Linked DNA regions of Capra hircus: region 1 is linked to region 2. The links are chromatin contacts, called in public Hi-C maps. All regions are on one chromosome and are shown on one strand. Each heading gives the region's core, a stretch centred on a gene start, on an enhancer-like site or on the middle of the called end of the contact. The rest is flanking DNA. Distances are from core to core; before and after follow the strand shown. Region 1 overlaps GRB2 (growth factor receptor-bound protein 2). Region 2 holds the start of GRB2 (growth factor receptor-bound protein 2).

Evidence for each region. A called contact is a pair of places that touch in the nucleus more often than the background predicts.
Region 1: a contact with region 2 is called in a Hi-C map of blood, with 4 times the contacts expected there. The contact joins the enhancer-like site here to the promoter of GRB2 in region 2. A contact is called at or near these places in 4 of 5 Hi-C or Micro-C datasets (blood and liver).

What each region holds. Positions count from the first base shown.
Region 1 is chr19:55,400,267-55,405,111 of ARS1.2, reverse strand. It overlaps GRB2 (growth factor receptor-bound protein 2), which reads right to left. Exons shown (of 6, transcript XM_018063823.1): 4 at 1,801-1,923. Among named protein-coding and RNA genes, the nearest start is that of SLC25A19, 30 kb to the left of the region's middle. Within about 2 kb of position 1,946, at least 3 of the 5 cell types and tissues checked have an H3K27ac peak or open chromatin away from gene starts, as enhancers often do.
Region 2 is chr19:55,341,764-55,346,454 of ARS1.2, reverse strand. It overlaps GRB2 (growth factor receptor-bound protein 2), which reads right to left and starts at 3,309. Exons shown (of 6, transcript XM_018063823.1): 1 at 3,096-3,309. It also overlaps the pseudogene LOC102174336.

The DNA.
Region 1 (4,845 bases), core at 697-3,196, 60 kb before region 2:
TTGAACCTCCTTGGCTCAGGAGCTTGTGTTATTAAGAGGTGGTTACGACACCTGTTTCAAATTTTATTTCTAAAGCAAGGAAAACATGAGCTCTTTAAAGATTTTATTTGATAAAAAAGGGAGCTTTCCAGCAGCCACCTGGCGAGTATGGGCAGGGATCACGGTCATCAGACAACCAAACGTGAACAGCCAGGGGCTTGTGGGCACCAGTCAAGGATTAACTGCCTGTACCTCGTCTTCCACAGTTGGGTTTATCCTTGGGTCTGTGTAAGGCGTAAGGAAGAGAAGGAAACGCAAGTTAATAAGAAGCATAAAAACCCTGCCAGCTCAAGGTGCTTCTCGCCCACCAGATGCTCGTTTGCATGCGTGTAGTCAGGCGCGTCAGAAAGCCACTGTTCTGCGCGTGTGGGAGTGAGGGGCACACGGGAAGCCTCTGCACCTTCCACTCAACTTTGCAGTGAACATAAACTCTGCTCTTTAGAAAAGTAAAGCCTATAAGAAGAAAAAAGAAAAGCCACTGCTAGAAGAGGAAAGCTGATCATTAGAGGGCTTGATTTTTTTCATGATGGGACTAAAACCAAACTATACTGGAAATGTAGCTGAGAATACTGAAAACGTTACCTGAAACCACCTCCCACATCTTCACAGAGAAAAGGAACACAAAAATTTTTCGATTTAAACCTACAGTAAAAAAAACCCCCAACACTTTAACCGCACATTTGGTCCTAAAATGAAACAAGATATTGAGTTGATTTCTGAAACTGAAAAATCTTGATATCATTCGTAAATGGCAAATAAACTGTTTTACAGTCTTCATTTTTAATGTATATTAAAGTGACCTGAGTTTTAATTTAATCAGCCCCTCATCACATAAACGATGAGGTCATCAGTAAGATTTCTGGGGTGGGGGTGGGGTCAGGGCAGGTTTCCTGTATGTGAACTAGAAATGGACAGAGTCAAAACACATATGGAAAGGACAACTGGAGTCAAAACCCTTGTGTCGTGGGTGGGGAGTGATTAGCTTAGAATTCTCAAAGTTCCAGTTTATATTCTCCATGATCCCCACAGTGGTATGACTCCCTGCCTTTCCCCACTGCCTATCAGCTCCCTTCCACATTTAAATTTACCCCTGGGAAAAGCAAAAAGCCCCCAAACTCCTGTGGTCGACTTTTGCTGATGCTGGCAGCCTTTGGCTGGACACCTGGAAAAGGTGCACGAGGCAGCTGACCTGATGACCAGCTGCTGTCAGAGAGGGTGGCGGGGAGCACTGCGGGCTGATGGGGACAGGGAGCAGTAACAAGTGCTTCCTCTCTGACGCTCAGCTGCTCGGCCACTGCTGCTGCTAAGTCGCTTCAGTTGTGTCCGACTCTGTGCAACCCCATAGACGGCAGCCCACCAGGCTCCCCCGTCCCTGGGATTCTCCAGGCAAGAACAATGGAGTGGGTTGCCACTGCCTTCTCCAATGCATGAAAGTGAAAAGTGAAAGTGAAGTCGCTCAGTCATGTCCGACTCTTTGCGACCCCATGGACTGCAGCCCACCAGGCTCCTCTGCCCATGGGATTTTCCAGGCAGGAGTACTCCACACGGGCACCTAAATCTAGTGCTGCGAGAGACAACTTTTAAGAGGAGCCAGAGATGAGGATTTTAATATACAGTTTTCCGATTTAAAACAGGCTGTTTAGACGAAACCTCTCCTAGGTTGCCACCTTCAGTGTGTGGAGCCAGACACCTGGCCCCTGGCTTCACAATGTCCATCAGCTGGAGACAGGATTCCAGGCAGTCAGAGCAGGAAATACTTACTTGACGGAGAGGGAGAAATCCCCAGGAGCACTCTCGCTCTCTCGGATAAGAAAGGCCCCATCATGCCGCTGTTTGCTGAGCATTTCTTCTGCTTTGGCTCTGGGGATTTTGCCAAAAAACCACCTAAGGAAGGAAGGCAAGCCAGTCAACATCTGCTTCCCCACAAAGAAACGGGATGTCCAGCCTCCCAAACGTAACAGCACACTCCTCGCCAGGGGAAGGGCCTCCCTCTCAGCCCTCCTGTCAGCACACGCCCATCCCGGCTTGCGAGGGGTACTGTCTCCTCCCTTCCCCACTCTCCAGAAAGTGACTCATAAGACATGATCGTGGGCCACTCTCTACAGAGGAAGACACTTAAAGATGGGCCTCCTGAGCCAAAGTGCAGTGGGCCCCTGGCTGACTCATCAGCAAGGCACCGGGGGAAAGCCCAGATCTATTGATTGGAGCATAGAATGAACCACTTAAGGTGAGACAGGCCTTCCTGCAGCCTCTACAGTGGGATGAAGAGAAGGCGGGGCAGGAAAGCTGGGAGGCCCAGAAGCTGGGCCACTTCTAAGGGTACCAAGGGGAGAGGCTCGGGCTGGGAGGGAGCAGCCCCGGCAGGCAGCTGTGGCTGATGCTCCTTTCAAGGCCTCTTTCTGCTGTCACGGCTCAGAGGTTGGTTTTCAGGAACCACCAGGAATGCTATGGTCTACCCGGTACAGAGCTAGCTCGTTGCATTTGGAGCAAGTTACAGTCTCCTCTCCCAGTGCTGATTCACTGGGGTCACAAGAAAAAGTGGGTGAAGTCATGGAAAAGGGCAGGAGTGGCTGGGGCGGGCAGGAGGAAGAGAAGAAATCTCTGAAACAGCTTCAGGTCACAGGCGCCTCACTTCTCACAGGAAAGCCACAACGAATTAGGACAGATGACTGTGAAAACAGGGTTCTCTCTGCAGAGCTGTCTTTACTGTTGTTATTTAAAAAAAAGCAACTGACACCACTTGTAGCTGATAAGGACCTATTCGCTTCATCTGACTAACATGCATTAAATGTGCAAGCTAGAATAACACAGGCAGCGAAGGGTCCTTTAAAGTTATCCATCTAACGTATATCTATCTTACTTATAAGCGATTGCATGCAAGATGTCTCTGAAATAACTGTCATTACTGTTCAGTCGCTAAGTCACGCCTGACTGTGCAACCCCATGGACTACAGCACGCCAGGCTTCCTTGTCTGCCACTATCTGCCGGAGTCTGCTCAAGTTCATGTCCATTGAGCTGGCGATGCTATTTAACCACCTCATCCTCTGCCGTCCTCTTCTCCTTGTGCCTTCAATCTGAAATAATACACTCTGCTAAAATTCAAAGAGAACGATGGGGGCTGCTGGGAAGGGTGCATTCAGAAGCTGCCACTAGTGACTTTAAACAGGCCAGAAATCTGCAGCCCTGTGTCTACCTCATTGGAGGCAACGCACTGCCAAGCTGCTGGAGAGCTGGTACCTCCTATCTTCCTGTGCCTACAAAGAACTCGAGGGTGAGTCCTCCAGTGCCTGGAAGGAAGGCCACACCAGAGAAATCAGGCAGCCAAACAGCAGAATGACGGCCAGCCAGGAAAGGACAGCTCCCAGTGCTGCGCCCTTGTAGGTACTTTCTGGTTTGGTCTGTGCTCTTGGGTAGGCAGCGCACATGCCCTCGGCAGTCCTTGGGCTAAGAGGCAGGCGGAGTGAAGCTTAACTCTTTCTTCATAGACTGCCAGCCATCTTCCCACCAGGCAGGCATTTTCCTTTCTGTCTTCCTTTTTTAAGGTATAAGTAATGGATCTAAATTAAAGTAGCTTAGATGTGCGTGAAATAAAAATAAAAAGCAAGACTTTTCTCCCAAACTCCCCAGAGGCAGTGATTGCTGGCAGGTAGGTGTGTGTGTGTGTTTAGACCTTCCCCTTATGGTGCACGGTGATACAGATACAGAGGAAGTATTTTTTTGCTCCCAGCTTGAAAGTAACTAATTTTTATTTTCAACTTGGAAAAAAAAAGCTGTAGTGATGCAAAGTACTGATTGGAATTTTTACAAAGTAAACACACCCTTATTATAAGTACCCCGACTGAAAGATAGAAAATTAGTTGGGGAGTCTGGTGTCTGCTCCTATTTTCACTAAACACCCCCACAACCTCCACCAAGAGAAAGGATGTCTTATAATAGAAGGGATATGATTCTACGTGAGGAACAGCTGTCACTCTCAGTTAAAACATTTAATACTATGTACACTTCCTTAGGATTTCACATTATTTATAACTAACTTCTTTCAATGGTGATATCTGGGCTTTCCAGGTGGCTCAGTGGTAAAGAATTCATTTGCCAATGCAAGACACACACACAGGAGACTCGGGTTCAATCCCTGGATCAGGAAGATCCCCTGGAGGAGGAAATGGCAACTCACTCCAGTATTCTCGCCTGAAAAATTCCATGGACTGAGGAGCCTGGAGGGCTACAGTCCATGGGTCACAAAGAATCGGACATGACTGAGCGTGCATGCAATGAAAGGTGATATTTCTGTGGAATTATATGGCTATGGTCAAACTGTTTAAACTTTTTTAAGAATATGGGTTTATGCTATAATACCATGGGAAGAAGCAGCTTATTTCCAATTCAAGTCTATATTACATCCCATAGGCACACATCCACAGGCATTTAATGTGAAGAGCATATATTTGGATCCACCCCAGTATATACAACTCACGCTGCAACACTAATGCCAACAATCATTTTGTAGTCTGTGTTTAATTTGTTAGCTCAAATGCTGTATTAGGTCATACTCCATTTTAAACTTCCCTCTTCCTCCCTAACAAAAACTTTAAAAAGGGGGAGAGGGGACGGGGAGGGAGGGTGTTCCATGCCCTCCCACAGCTCTGAAGCCAACTCTGACCCTGTGCTGCTGGGCATCCATTCACAGAGCAGCTCTGCCTCGTGAAACAGGCCTAAGAGGCCAACCACACCCCCTGGTTCAGGGTCGTGGTCTTTTCTGTACTATGGTTTCTTTTTTCAGAGCTGGGATGGATGAGCATTGCTTG
Region 2 (4,691 bases), core at 2,060-4,559:
TGACAGAGGAGCCTGGTGGGCTACAGTCTATGGTGTCACAAAAAAGTCAGATGCAGTTAAGCACATTGACCAGTAAATATAAACTTCAACAGCTCCAAATCCAAGTCCTGAAAGTAAAAGTCACTCAGTCATGTCTGACTCTGAGAGCCCATGGACTATAGTCCATGGAACGCTCCAGGCCAGAATACCGGAGTGGGTAGCCTTTCCCTTCTCCAGGGGATTGTCCCCCCGACCCAGGAATCAAACAGGGATCTCCTGCATTGCAGGTGGATTCTTTACCAGCTGAACCAGCAGGGAATCCCAAGAATACAGGAGTGGGTAGCCTATCCCTTCTCCAGCGGATCCTCCCAATCCAGGAATCGAACCGGGGCTTCCTGCATTGCAGGCAGATTCTTTACCAGCTGAGCCACCAGGGAAGCCCCAAATCCAAGTCCTAACAATGTGCAAATATTCCCACATGTAAAACTGATCACATCTGTAGTCACTTATTCTGTTAGGCTTTTAATTGTTTACTGTCTACATAAAGTGTAATTTTAAGTTGAGTAATTTAAAGTCACACTGCAGTCTCACGAATTTACAGATGCATCCTGTAACAACAATTTTGGCCCTTGGTCCAGTTACATCAGAATCAGCCCATTCAGGGACTGCTTCACTGTGAGGCGCCTTCTGGAGTTCTGCAATGTAGTGTGACCTTAGCCCCGGAACCTAATTTTAAACAAGATTCACAGGTAATGTTTTCTGTTTTGGCGTCGCCACGCCACATGAGATCTTAGTTCCCCCACCAGGGATGGAACCCTCGCCCCCCTGCAGCAGAAGTTCAGAATCTTAACCACTGGACCACAAGGGAAGTCCCACAGGTAACTCTTATGCATGCTAAATTAAAACAAAACAAAACAAGGCTGTACTGTAAGGGCTTCTAGACCAGATTTCAAACTTTGTATCTCAGACCGTGCACTACCATGTCTTTGCAGAGTGAAAACATATTCACTTGGCACAACTGGGAAAAAGCCAACTTTAACAAACAGAACCAAAGACTCTCAGTGGAATTCAAGACTGCCAGAAAGTTCTTCTGAATTAAGGAAGTAACTATTAGTTTCTCTCAGGATGGACAAGATGGGTCTCTACTCCATATTACTTCATTTCTCCAAAATCTACTACTCTTCTAAGTAACAACTAGAGCTGTTGCTGTACAACATGCAACATGATAACAGGAATCATGCAGAAAAATCTCTAAGTACCACTGACTAGTAGTATTTAAAACCTAGCAGTCCCTCAAATCTGTATACACTGGCTGAGTAAGTAAACTGCCTCAAGCATTTCAGTGCCTGCTTTTAGTATCAAAGAAAGTTGATTACAAGAATTAACCTTTTTTAATTTTGGGATTCAGAAAATTCTCAACAAAGGAAGGAGTAACAGAACAAAGTTATTTCTTTCTGCAAAAAACAACAACAACAACAACAAAGAAGGCTGATTATAACAGATGCAGGAAAAGATGCCTGGTCTCAGAAGCCTGGTAAGGAACAGATTAGCACTATTACCACCAACAGGCTTTTACTTAATTCATCAATGGTCTAAATAAGTTTTATTTCCTTAAATATATCAGGCTATCTTAATTCTACTGTAATACAGGGCTATCGCTGGTTTTCGCTTTGAACATTCATCACCCCCACTAAAAGCCAATATAAGCCCCAAAGTGACCCAATCTCCTTCAGTAACAGAGACATAGGAAGAGAAGCGTGAACAGGCAGAAAACCGTGACCTAAACACGAAGAAAACAAATAAAACACAAAAGCACAATCAAGCTACACTTAGGGCCTAGTGGCAGTATTGATTACTTAAGGCTGAATTCAATCCTTCGCACCTCCCAGTTCCCAGGGAGGAGAACTTAAGTCTCGGACGGCTCTCTAGCAACCCTTCTGGCTGGCTGCAGGAACACAGTGAACGCTCAAAACTAAAGGATAAAGCAAGAAAGAGGGCATCTTCCCGGCAGAGACACGGGATCTTTAAATGAGGGAGAAAACAAATTATGCCAAAGACCGAAACCTCAAAAAACTGTACCAGAGAGGGGACAATAACGAGGAAAGGGAAGTAGATAAGAAAAAAACGGGGGGGAGGGGGCAAGTGACTTGTATTATACAAGTAAGCATTTAGTGTCCGCAGTGGAAAGAGAAATAGAACGAGACAACGGGGTAGCAGGGAAGCGAAAGAGGCACTAGAAAGCCAAGGAGACACGCTAATTTCTCTCACACGTCTTTCTCGCTGTTTCCGAGAATCAACAGTACCCAAAGACAGACTTCGAGGGCACCTGGGCTCCCCTGCAAATTATACTGTTACTGTACGTGAAGCCAACCTTGACATAACTCCCTAAATAAGCTGTAACTCACAGGGCTTACCATCAGATACACGGAGAGCGCTGCAAAATGAAAAACACCAGGGATTCCCTCCCATCTCTCCTCGAGGCATTCCAGTGAACCGCTGCTTATTTTTCTTGACAAATGTATTTTTCAAAGAGTAGTCCCCCACAAAACAAAACAAAACGCGACAGAAACAAAGCCACTTCGACTAGCTCCGGTAGCAAACGTCCTCGCTCACAGGATTTAATAGGAGTGGTGGGTTTTCTCCCAAAATTCGGCCCCCAAACACCCGGAGATGGTGACGTGGTGGCCGAGCAGGTTGAAGAAGCATCAATTACCACATTCGCAACCGCCGCGAACCCCCCGCCTCCCGGTGCCGAGTCAGACTGACTCACGGAATGAGCGCCCGGTGCTCTGGGGCTTCTTCTCCCCGGGCCCCTGCGGCGCAAAACCCTCAAGGAAAAGGCGTGAAATTCAATTAGGAACCCACCCACCCCGTCCTCCAGCGCCGCGGTCTGGGGCTCTGTCCAGGGTCAGGGGAGGAACGGTGCCCAGGAAGGAAGCGCCCCAAAAGGGGAAACGTGGAGCTCCGAGCCCGGGGGTTCCACTCTCCCGACCTCCAGGCCCAGCAGCCCCCGGTTCGCCAGGCCCGGGCCACCCCTCCACCCCGGGCCAACTCCCGCTACCGAAGCGGGGAGGACGGGGCACCGAGGCAGCGGCGCCGCCACCGGCCGCGCTCACCGTGGCGCAGCTGCTCGGCTTCTGGCCCGGCCGGCCCCTCTTCAGCAGTGCGAGCAGCTGCCGACCCCGCTGCGGCTCCCAGAGGGCAGCGCCTGTCCCCGCCGCCGTTACCGCCACAATCCTCCCCGTCGTCGTCGTCGCCGCCGCCGCCGCCGTCCGGTAGCCGAAGCAGCACAGCCGCCTAGCTTCCGCTCCTCCTCGGGGTCCCGCGAGAACTTGCGCGCGCGGCCCCGCCCCGCCCCGCCCCACCCCCGCGAGACTTCCCCCGGCGGAAAAGGCCCAGAGCGCAAGCGCCCCACCCCGCCAGGCCCCGGCAGGTAGACCGGCGACGGGCCGGGGCGCAGGCGCCGGGCCGCCCCGCAGCAGGTGGCACCGGCCGGGCTCCACCCACCCCGGTCTTTGGAACCCTTTCGGTGCCAGAGCGGGTAAATTACCGCTCACTATGATTCTCCTCCACGTCCTAATCGCTTCCTTTCCCCTTCCACCAAACCGAGGCAATTTGGCTGGGATTGAGGGGTGGGGGGGAGGTGAGGAGGAAGGAATCTCCAGCCTGAAGCACTCCAAATAGAGGACCAGGTCTTGAAATATTTGAGAATTTGGTCCGAACAGATTCTCCAGTATGCTTGAGCTTCGCTGCTGGCTCAGCTGGTAAAGACTCCGCCCGGAATGCGGGAGACCAGGGTTCGATCCCTGGGTTGGGAAGATCTCCTGGAGAAGGGGAAAAAGCTACTCACTCCAGTATTCTGGCCTGGAGAATTCCATGGAAGATTCAGACACGACTGAGCGACTTTCACTTCACATCAAACTCTGCAGTATGAGATGAATTAACCTATTCGTTCATCCGTTGAATCAAGTGCTTAATACAGGCTAAGCACAGTGCTAACTATAGAAGGTACAACAATGAACAGAAATCCTCGCCCTCAAGGAATTCAGGGTCTAGAGGCGTGGAAGAAAAAGAAACAGAAACAAATAATACCACAAATACTGTTAGAATTATTTGGAGTAACGCTGAGGAAGCTAAAAAGATGGGAGAGAGGGGTTGCTACTTTGCCCATCTCAGAAAAGCCTTCCCAGAGAAGGTGATGACTGAGCCGGGTCTTGCAGGATGTGTAGGAGTTCGCCAGAGAAGCCAAGGTAAGGGCATTCCAGGCAAAGAGACCAGCATGCACGTACGAAGGAGCGGAGGCGTGAGAGTCGTGTTCCCTGCAATGCTAGCGAGTTCAGTTCATAACCGGGGAGTGGCAGAAGATCAGGCTTGGAGGAGTAACTCTTCTTTTTCAGTTCCAAAAGCTCCTTGCAGTTAAAGGAGAGAACAGAGCATCCAATGGTAATGTGCTTCCAGGAAGCCAAAAAAATAGCTAGAGGTGAGAATAACCTAAAGTCTGATCCTATAGAGAAAACAAGCCCACTGAAATGATGAGAATAAATTGTTCTTTCACTCAGTATTTGTTGAGCATCAGCTGCATGCCAGGCACTATGCAGGGTGATAGATGAACCTGACAAAGCCTCTGCTTTCAGCAGTTTGTCTTCTAGAAGAGAGTTGCCTAGTCTGCAAGGCAAAACAGTTGGTCCTGAGGGCCACTGAACTACATACAG